Regions from separate parts of the Pan troglodytes genome. Here regions 2 and 3 are each linked to region 1. Evidence: chromatin contacts called from public Hi-C data. All regions are on one chromosome and are shown on one strand. Each heading gives the region's core, a stretch centred on a gene start, on an enhancer-like site or on the middle of the called end of the contact. The rest is flanking DNA. Distances are from core to core; before and after follow the strand shown.

Region 1 (3,511 bases), core at 391-2,890:
AGCGCCAGCGGCTCTCATTACCGCCTCCCTGCTCCCCGCGGGCTGCATTTACATACGGGCCACTCGTCTGAATTTTTACGGCACTCTTCCCCCTCCCGTACCCGGTCGCACGCGCGCAGGCTCGGAACTACCACCCTGGCACGCAGACACCCGCGCCCAGGATGCGGCCAGCCCCAGGCGCGCAAACAGGCCCACAGGGGCCGACGGCACTCGGCGGGACGGATTCCTGCACCGCCTCCCCGCACCCCCGCGCCCACACCCCTGACAGCCTCTCCGCTTGTGTTGCAGGAAGCCCACCTTCCCCTCGAAGCCCCCACCCTTCTCTGTCTGCATACTTCCACCCCCACCCTCCCACATCTCTCCGTCTCTCTTTCCGTGGAAGACAGACGCGCGCGCGCGCGCACACACACACACACACACCCGCTTTTTCTTCCTCCTCAAATAGATAACCCCTATGGCGCGTCCCTGGTACATTTAGAATACCTCTAGAGTTTAGAGAATAAAATTCTTTAGAATGCATTGCTTGTCTTTAGCCAAACACATTTAACAACCACGACACAAACGGGGAGGAGTGAAGAAGGGGGACTTGAACCAAAAGACCTTTAAAAAAAAAAAAGTCTGCGAGTCAAAAGGTCATTCTCCAAGTTTGTAAATAAAATTGCAAAGGGAGTCCTTAAGAAAGGAGAGGAAAGAAGGGGAAGAAGGTTAGGAAGACTCACAAGTTACATAAAACAGTGCATTGGAAAAACGACAGGGAGATTCTGTAATAAAAAAAAAAAAGAAGAAGAATCTTAAGAAACCAAGAGAGAAAAAAAAAACTGGAGGAAAAAAGAAAAAGAGAAGAAAAGGATTTAAAAAAAAGAAAAAAGCAAAAGAAGTTTCCAAAGAAATGTGTGCTTTGCATCCTACAATAGGAAAATGTAGCCATTGCCTTCCTTCAGACGAGACATTTCTAATTTGTTCCGTCTGTCAGGAGGGGACTATGAGAGGTTTGGGTGCAAATTCATTATCTCTGGCAACGCAGAACGTAGTGTGGGGACTGAAAAAGACCGTGGCAATGGATGAACAATAGGGCTTCAGTTCATCAGTAACAAAAGCAGTGGGGAAATTGGTTGAGTTTCAGAGCACGTCCTCCTCGGCAGAGGGGGCTGGACTAGACCTTGGACAGCCCCCCCAAAAACTTGCCAAGCCTCGCACACACCACTTCACTCTCCACTCCGAGGCTCAGGGAGCAAGTGCCTGGTATGGGGGGTAAAAGTTGGCTTTTTTTTTACTCCTTGGTCTTTTGCGCCCTTCTCCCTCTCCCCAGAAGGGAAGACCCATTTAAACTATTTTAGACGCAATCAACCAAGAATCACCATGTGGAATTGAGCGGCAGTATTAAATGTGTTGAGCAGAGGAGAGGAATGATGAGAAAAACATTTTTTTTTTTTTTTTTGGAGACGCCGAAAGAAGCCTGTTTGTGTGCTGCGGCCGTGCTGTGACTCTGGATCTTGTCTTTCAGCCGGCGCCTCGGTTCCTGCCCAGCTGGATTTGGGGGGCAGCATTGCCTGGCGCAGGGAGATCAAGTGAGTATCGTGGCGGCCCTCAGGCTGCAGCTCGCCCGCGGCGCGAGGCCAGCAGTGCCCGCCGCGGCCCCGCGCTCGCACTCCTCACCTCGCCCGCTAGCCGGTGCCCGCAGAGTCCCGCTGCGGGCCGCTCCGAGGGCCAGTCCGGGGCTTTGCTTCAGCTAATTGATTGTGTGCCTCGGATGTTAAACCTGTTGATCTCGTGAGTTTTCTTAGCCAGTACTGTTAATTATCCAGCGGCTTGACCCCCAATCGCAGAGAGATGCCAGGAAATCTTCGCGTTGGAAAAGGGAATTTTTGTATGTAATTTTGTGGTGGTGGTGGTGGTGGTGTGTTTGGGGGGGCTTTTCCCTTTTAAACCTAGAGCAAAATGCACTTGTATTTTGCACTTCTGTATTCGAATTCGCATTTTGAATAATTCGCCTCCCTTTAACCGCCCCAAAGTTGCAATTACCTGGCAAGGAAGCGAGGGTCTGATTAGATTTTGGTGGAAAACTTAGTACAGTAGCTAAGTAGATCTGGTGGCTTTCCACTTCCCTTTTCTCTTTGCCTTTTGAATTTTGGGAGGTGAGAGGCCGCTTTACAGGGTTATCCCAAGTTCAGATTCATCAAGATGCAACCATCATGGTTAGTTATTGGTACTTGGAGCGGTTCAGCTTAAGACGCTTCTGGTATCCAAACGGAGCTAGGTCTTTGCGGTTTGCTTAGAGTCTAGACCCGGCTGAGGAAGGCAAGAACTCCTTTCTGTGGCCTGGAATTATCTGCAGGAACCCAGGGTGATGGGAACTCGGGCAATGTATTTGCATTAGTGTCTGCGGCGTTTTATCTTGCAAATGTACCCGCGGTGCTTGAATGGGGGACTGTCTTGAGGGGTCAGGAGAGCAGTGGAATTGATCAGAAGTTAGACCGGAGGCTCTGTCAAGTCACGGCCACGGCCGGGGGCCCCTTTGGAGCTGTGGCTGCCTTGGGCCCAGCACCGCAGAGTCGGGTTCCGTTTCCTCCCTTTCTTGGTGTCCACCTCTGTCTACCACCCTCCTTTCTCCACCTTGGCACCGGTAATTAGGGCGCTGTCTCAGGAAGCGAGCTCCCACAGTCAGCATAATTAAACCAGGGCAATACTTTCATTTTGCAAAACCAATAGCCCCACCCCTCCAGTCCAAAATAACAATAAGCATAAAAAAATCATAAAAGAAAAACAACCTATTTTGGGGAGTATTGAATTCCTGAATGTTGGATCGAGAGGGAATGGGGGAAGGGAATTTTTCAAAAATCCACCACTTTACAGCAATCAGGTTTTACATTATTCATTGATTTACTGGAGGAAAGAGCCAATCAGGAGCCATAGATATGAATGCACATCTCACGGTGCTGTGGCCTTACAGTAAACTATTTGCATCTTTCTAATGGAGTAGATATTTATCCAGGGATTGCCATTGTTCGAAAGGCCTGGAAATTCAGTTCCTTAAACATTTAGAAAATAAGACTTTGTTCCAGACTTAAAATCCTTACATGGAAAGACTCTCCTCTTTTGTATGGCAGGTTACAAGGTTCAAGTCCCTAATGTTTTTTTAAGAGTCCCTCTTCCTTCCAAGCTAAAAATAAAAGAAAAGAAGAAAGAAAAATTAATTTCTCAAACCCCTCCAGATTCTGCATATTTTGCATTCACATTATCATGCATGTCTCCATTTGAATGCAAATTAGCATATTTAACCCTGTGGGTGCTGAGACCTAGGATACATTGTACTGGGGTTTTATGGAATCTCTGGCATTTTAAGGAATCATGGTAATAGCAATATTTTAAATGAAGCAATATCTATATGACTTTATATGTATACATATATATAAACTGTGATCATTTGTTTTCTTGACTATTTTTCAGATGAGACTGCAAAGAACATAAAATGAATAGACAATCCAACCAACCAAAGGTAATTTTAAAATTT
Region 2 (3,148 bases), core at 546-3,045, 530 kb after region 1:
CTGAAAACGAAATTGGCATTCAAAAAGGGTCAGGTACAGCCCAGAGTCCCTGTACTCATTTTAGACTCAAGAAAAGGCGCTTCCCATCCCTAGCTCTTTTAGAAAGAGAAAGGAAAAGGAGGAGAAAGCAGAAAGGGGGGAGAGCCGAGAGCGCAAGAAAGAGAAGAGGGGGATATTTAGCAAGTTAAAAGGTTAAATGTTTGAACAGATTTGTAAATATATAGACAACCCTTGTTATTTGGGATGTGTAATAATGCCTTTTTGTGGCGCTGTCTGGCTGGGAGGCTGCCGAGGACCGCTCCCTGGCACCTTCTTCACTAGGAAATGAACAGTAAGCTCATGGACTCGAAAAACAAAAACAGGGCTACCCTCCTTTGGAGGAAAGGGAATTCTCCCTCTATTCGGTCATTGAAAAATAAAAAGAAAAGAAGAAAAAAGAAAGTAAAAGGAAAGCAGGATCAATGAGAAGATTTTATTTTTCTTAGGTATGATTTTTCAGGGAGCAACCCAGAAAGCTGTCTTCAGGCTGAAACAATTTCAAAGTATTGTTTAAGCGGATGACATTCTCCAGCACTCAGTTATCCATTGTGCATCTATTATATCTTTGAACTCAACTCTCTTGTTTAACAAGGGTGTGTGTGTGTGCCTGTTGTGTATGCGTGTGTGTTTAGAAAACCTAGGTTCCCCAGTGGTGCTTCCTTGGCTGAATAGGGTGGGTTTCTTTCGTTTTTCTCGCATTGGTGTTTTCTGGACAACTGTACTGAGCGCTATTGATGCATCGGTGCTCTGCCCGTGCCCGTGGGCGGAGGACATAGGCTGTGGGTGTGTCCCGCCCGCAGGCGCGCGTGCGTGTGTGTGCGTGTTTGTGTGTGTGTGTGTATACACCCATTCTCTGGTGTGCATCAAATGGAGCCTTTTTTTTTCTTGCCCGTGTCTGCGTCCTGCGTATATTAGTATTATGCAAATAGAGTCATTTCGCTTGAGTATTTTTTTTTTGGAGGGGGAGGGGATGAACCATTTTAATTCTTCTCTAGTATTTTCTCGGCAGTCTTTCCACTGAGTGTGAATTCATTTGGATGCCTTTTCTGAGGTCCGTCTCTCTCTCTCTCTCTCTCTCTGTGTGTGTGTGTGTGTGTGTGTGTGGAGGGGGAGACTGCGTGCCGGTCAGTGGGTGTGTGCCTCGGTGTGTGGAAGAGCGTGCACAGCCTGTGAGAACCTTGTGAGCGATATGTGTTCTCTCCAGGTGTTCTGTTTGTCTCTACCTCCCGTGCTTTGCGTTCTCGGAGGTGATTATGTGCATATTTACATATATGTGCCTATTCTCCTGCCTTCATGTATTGTCTTTCTCCACAATCCAGATATTTCTTATATATTCTCTTATCTTTTGGCAAAGTGCCTTTTTTATTCCTCGAAGAATATTTATTGATGTGATAATCTGAAATGAAAAGTGGTCTCCCATGAAGGAGATGGAAGAGAAAGGAGTGTTCATCTTTCTTAATAGACGGGGCAGAGCCAGTTGACTGGATCACAGGGTTTCTCTGCACTTTCTGCGTGTGTGTCTGTGTGTGGGGGGTGGGGGCGGGGGCGGGGGCGGGGGAGGAGGGAAAAGGAGCCTTTAACCAGAACAAAGATAGGCCATCGCGCCCCCTTGCGGACAGGCTGCATATTGCGCCGACCAGGCCCGCCCCGGCTTTCTTTAGCCGAATGAATCTTGTAATTTCCTCCGTTAAACCATTCAGGGGCCGCCTCTCAGACCCAGCCCCCGGCCATCAGCCAATCACCAGGCGCCATGCAAATCATCTCTTCCGTTCTCCAAACCCGCGTCAGCCTCTGCGGCTGCTCTGGCCACCCCGCCCCAGCCTCATTTCCTTCCCTCCCCTCCCCTTCCCTCCTTCGCCCCCGCCCGAGCAGCTGCCGGGGAAGAGGGCAGTGCTGGGTGCCTCATGCATATTCAGACCGATCCTCCTCCTCCCTCCACCTCCTGCCCCCTCCTGCCGCCTCCTCCCTTTTCCCCGGCCGCGCCCGCGCTCCTGGAAGTGCAGTTCTCCGAGCTCTGGTCCTGAGCAGCTGTTTCCCAGAAGAAGGCCTACGTGCGCTCTTGGAGCAGACGAGGGAAAGGGAGGAAGGCTCTACCCTTAAAATCCTCTCGAAGGTCAAGTTTGAGACTTGCCGAAAGGAGGAGAAAAGTGTCGAAAAATGCCGCTACAGGGTTTGCGGGAAGGTTCTGCACGGAGACTGGTTGGAAATGCCTTTCTCCCCCTAAATACCAGATTAATTTCTCTGAAACACACAATGTATTTGTCATGCCCAAAGGATGATGATAGATGGTTTTTTAAGCCCAGAGTAAAGTGTGCATTTGTCTTGTATATCAAGGCTACAATGAAACCACGAAGAACTGGAGAGGAGATCACCCAGCGTTAGCTGCTTAATAGGAGCGGGGAGAGCGAGTGAGGACTGGAGACGGGGGGCGGGGCGAGTGGTGGCCCAAGACCTGCTCCAGGTGGGCTGTTCCCTGTCGGCTCCTGGAACAGGACGGGTAAGCCGACTAAGAGCGCAAATGGGGACCCATGAAAAGAAAAAAAAAACAAGATCCGGGAATAGTTTGTTACTGTTATTTACATCCAGACTCTGGTTTTCCGGCCCTTTACAGCTGCTGGTGAAGAGTATTCAAGCTTTGAATACTGCTCTGAACTGACCTTGAGGCACATTGAGAGGAAAAATCACTGGAGAAAATCGCGGTTTGTGTAGTGCTTTGAGATCCTCTAACGCGAAAGCAAGAGAATTGTGAAGTGACCTTGTTTCATAGATCTCTCTACGTCCACACTGGAATACTAAGGGACTTTTTAGTGAGAATTGAGTCAGTTCCCCCTTAAATCTTACACCGCAGAGAAGTGAGTAGAGACCGCAAGATTTAAAATAACATTTTGTCAGCTTTTATTCTTTCAACACATTTTTATGGAGTGGTGCTTATTGTGTGCCAGGTACACAGCATCTTTTTCCATGCGAAACACATTACGCAGGCAGTGATTTGCAGGTGTACCGGAAATTAGGGAAAGGGATAGGAATTCTGGATGCTTTCTGTTCTGGAATTGCTCATTGTCTTGCAAGAAGAAGAGATATAATAACAGATAAATATGGCACAGTGTAA
Region 3 (3,482 bases), core at 796-3,295, 730 kb after region 1:
TATTCAACTGTGGATGATCCTTGGTTTGGCTTAATATGATATTATCCTTACTGATATTTTTACAAGTTGTACAAATATGTGTGGAAACATCATCTATCAATTTCTTTCAAAAGTTCTGTTAGGTTGTAGTCATTATAAAATATTATAATTATTCTTATTCTAGCTGCTATTATTTTTATTAACCTCGGTAGTTTGGTTTTTTGGTCAGATGAGGACTTGAAAAAGGTAATGTGCTAACACACTTTTAACTCATTGTTAGCAGTGGGAACTTGAGATTTTGTCTTTCCTTCCTACCTAGTATCACACTGTTCCTCAACTAAAGTCCTTGGCTATCCTCTCAAAGCCTTCTAACAATGCCCCACCTAGGCTGCTGACATAGAGGGATCTGAAGCAAGTCTCAAAGAACAGCTTGTGGATAGTTTCAGATTATGACATGTGATCATTGAAAACTCTTGTTACCTATCCCCACCTTTTTTTTTTTTTCATTCCTCTCACCTTCTTAACCTCCTCTCGAGATGAAAGCACCACAGCTACTAATAAAACAATTTGACCTTCAGTAACAGTTGGGAACCTCCATCTGGTGTAAACGTGTAGAAGGATGCCCTTGGTGCTAGTTAGCAGAAAATGTGGGAAGCAGGAAAAAACTCCTCTCATAAACAACGTGCCCTGTGATGAGCTTCTCATTCATTACAGGTTATAGTAGCTGCAAGGCCCTCAAATTTAGGCATAATCTAAGAATAGATGATTTTGGCTCCTTGTGAACCACAACTCCTCTGTTGAGAAGCAGCTACTGGTGCAAATGTGCAATGTGCAAATAATTCTCCTACACTGAATTTAAAGAGATAACACAATCCCAGTTGGAGTCTTTGCAAAGAATAAAGATATAGCTCAGTGTCGTGCCCATAGCAGGCACTCATCATTGAATGAATGCATGAAAGACGACCAAAGCATAGTTTGATTATGTCTAGGTGAACTGGTAAATGGTAGATAATATCAGGGATATGTTTTTCTTTTCACATCTAAAAGATGTTGGTGGAGGTTGTGGGTAGAGGTAAGCGGAGCGTAGTGATTCTTCAAGGGTGAAAGTGAGAATTCCCTTTGCTTACATGTATCACCTTTTTATTTTCCTACCCAACAACTATGTTACTTAAGACAGGGGAAGGTAAGTTTGGGATAGCTTCTGTAAACCTTCTATAATCTGGGAGAAGCTAAAGACCATAGTTTAGGGTGTGGTGCTCTCCTAGTTGAAAAGATATTTTGTAAAACCTAATCATTAATTTTTAATTTTATGCTATTTCTATTATTCTTGTGTCTATAGGCTAGGCAGTGTGCCATGCTTTTCTGTGGAACAGATATCACTTCTCCATAAACAGAATCCTTTGGCTATCTCTCTTTGGTTAGCTATTTGATGAAAAGATTACAGAATCAGGCTGTATCTGAGACCTATTTTGTAGCCTACATATATTTACATAAATTCCTTGAAAAGTAAATAAAAAGAACCAAATGAATAAAATGGTGAAGACATGTGAGATCCAAAGCAGCTACTTATTTGAAGGGTAGAAAAAGACAGTCTTGTGTCATTACAATTAAACTGAGTACTCTGGTTCATTTACTATTTTCGGTGAATTTTAATTGAGTTGTGTCTCATTTTTATAAATGTTGTCAATCTTCATTTTCTCTGTCTCCCATGCACCAGCTTAAACACACACGCATGCAGATCCACATATGGGCATGTTTTGGGAGAGTACTGACTACAGATATACCCTAACACCAACTTACACACAGTGACACATAATGCTATAAACACGAAAACATCCAACCTTGATAGAACACCCATAAGAACAACAACAAAAAAAAGCCTTCTTTTTAATGCATTTATTTTATGGACACAAAAGCTCAGCTAGTAATCAGTTTTGATAACTTTAGATGTCTGTTTCCCTGATGTAATGACTAGACTGAGGCAATAACAATACTTCATTATGCTATTCAAAGTGTATGGCAGGATTCAGTCAGAGCTAGACTCAAAACCTGGCCCACAGCTGAAAGCAGAGATGATGCATTAATCCACAGCAACACCCTCTCCCCCACTGCTCCCCTCAGCATTCAGCCACTAATAATGGATATCATTTTTCTTCATAAAACTGGTGGTACTTGAATCAAGCACATGACAGTTAAGGTTTGTTTAGTCTTTCAAGCAGGTGATTACAGGATTGAACTTCCCAAGTGAGAAGCCAGTGGAATACAAATAGTTAAGAACACGTTTAAAGGGGGAAAAATTGTCCAGCCCCATCTGTCAAACTGTGCGTATGACATCATCAGATATTCTGCACTTGTTTGCAGCTATTCAGGCTGGCCCGCCCCGCAGTCTATGCTTTGTGTTCCAGTTTCCTTTACAGGGCCAGCGGGCTGGAAAATTACCACATGCTGTCACAGTTAGCTCAGCCAGGTCTTGTTATCATTGTTTCCAAGGAATCCATTCATTCCGTTATTTTACATATTGGGCAGACGTCCTGCCACTGAGGCTTGGGCTGCAGTAACTTGAAGGGCCAAACGTTAATGGGCCTCTATTGTTGGTAGAATGGCAGTGCAATACGTGGGAAAAAATACCCAGACAGCTCCCTGACACTGGTTTAGGACCTCTAGACTTAGGGGGTAGCCTGTGAAGATCTTTTATGTAAACAAGCCTTCAATAAACAATGAATATCTCCTGTGTCAATATTCATAACCCATCAATAAAAAAATTATAAATCTTCAACTAGAAAGAAGTCCAAATGTATTATGGATGACAGAGCTTTTCCTTAAAATAATCTATAGAATGTGCACAAGTCTCCTTCTAAACACTGCTAATTTATAGGGGGGGAGGGCAACATTGTTGAGGCTTTGAGGAAAGAAAAGCATTTGATTTGGGGCTAGCTGTATTCTCATTGCAGTGGATAATATGGTGTATAAGTTTTGTGGCTTCCACCACTACAGACTGAAATAAAGACAAGGGCCTAGGTGACACATTACATCTTCACCATGCTGGCAATTTAAAGAAAGTTAATGAAAACATTAGAAAAGTTGCCTAGATAAAGCTTAACTTTAGGATGGGTTATGTTATCTTGATTAATTAGAGCATAAATAAGAATGAAATTTAAAAACTGTAGTGATATCGATACAGGAAAATCCATTCTTTATGGAAGATATAGAGTGAAACTGCAGTTTTTGTTTTTCTTTTAATGAGAAACACATTCTCTTTCTTGTTTCAAGATAAATCTGATCTTTTGATTATACAGTGTATTGGAAAGGGATCACAAAGTGTTATGGATCTTCTAATTTTTATTACTGGCCCCAGAAACTCTTCCACCTGACTTTCTTCACCTTGGACAATAGGAGACTTGATAACTAGACCTGTTGCTCAAAGTGGAACAGCATATGGTAGTTAGTTAAATCCATTGGCACGTAGAAAAACTTTAATTCAAGTTCTTATCATTTTAAACATT

The links. Hi-C and Micro-C count contacts between places; a contact is called where the count stands out from the background.
Region 2: a contact with region 1 is called in a Hi-C map of stem cell-derived neural progenitor cells, with 12 times the contacts expected there. The contact joins two enhancer-like sites. A contact is called at or near these places in 5 of 7 Hi-C or Micro-C datasets (induced pluripotent stem cells, a lymphoblastoid cell line, lymphocytes and 1 more), 1 of 1 datasets of contacts at active chromatin or transcription factors (stem cell-derived excitatory neurons) and 1 of 1 other capture datasets (stem cell-derived neural stem cells).
Region 3: a contact with region 1 is called in a Hi-C map of stem cell-derived neural progenitor cells, with 4 times the contacts expected there. The contact joins two enhancer-like sites. A contact is called at or near these places in 1 of 7 Hi-C or Micro-C datasets (stem cell-derived neural progenitor cells) and 1 of 1 datasets of contacts at active chromatin or transcription factors (stem cell-derived excitatory neurons).

What each region holds. Positions count from the first base shown.
Region 1 is chr4:27,474,916-27,478,426 of NHGRI_mPanTro3-v2.0_pri, forward strand. It overlaps LOC112209211, which reads left to right. Exons shown (of 5, transcript XR_008547911.2): 3 at 1,505-1,568; 4 at 3,448-3,496. Among named protein-coding and RNA genes, the nearest start is that of MIR9-2, 5.8 kb to the right of the region's middle. Within about 2 kb of position 1,641, at least 15 of the 24 cell types and tissues checked have an H3K27ac peak or open chromatin away from gene starts, as enhancers often do. A contact at or near this core is called in stem cell-derived neural progenitor cells, where this site is marked.
Region 2 is chr4:28,008,021-28,011,168 of NHGRI_mPanTro3-v2.0_pri, forward strand. No RefSeq gene overlaps it. Among named protein-coding and RNA genes, the nearest start is that of TMEM161B, 130 kb to the left of the region's middle. Within about 2 kb of position 1,796, at least 16 of the 24 cell types and tissues checked have an H3K27ac peak or open chromatin away from gene starts, as enhancers often do. A contact at or near this core is called in stem cell-derived neural progenitor cells, where this site is marked.
Region 3 is chr4:28,204,611-28,208,092 of NHGRI_mPanTro3-v2.0_pri, forward strand. The region is part of intron 2 of LOC107974628 (a long non-coding RNA gene); the gene reads left to right. Among named protein-coding and RNA genes, the nearest start is that of TMEM161B, 330 kb to the left of the region's middle. Within about 2 kb of position 2,046, at least 12 of the 24 cell types and tissues checked have an H3K27ac peak or open chromatin away from gene starts, as enhancers often do. A contact at or near this core is called in stem cell-derived neural progenitor cells, where this site is marked.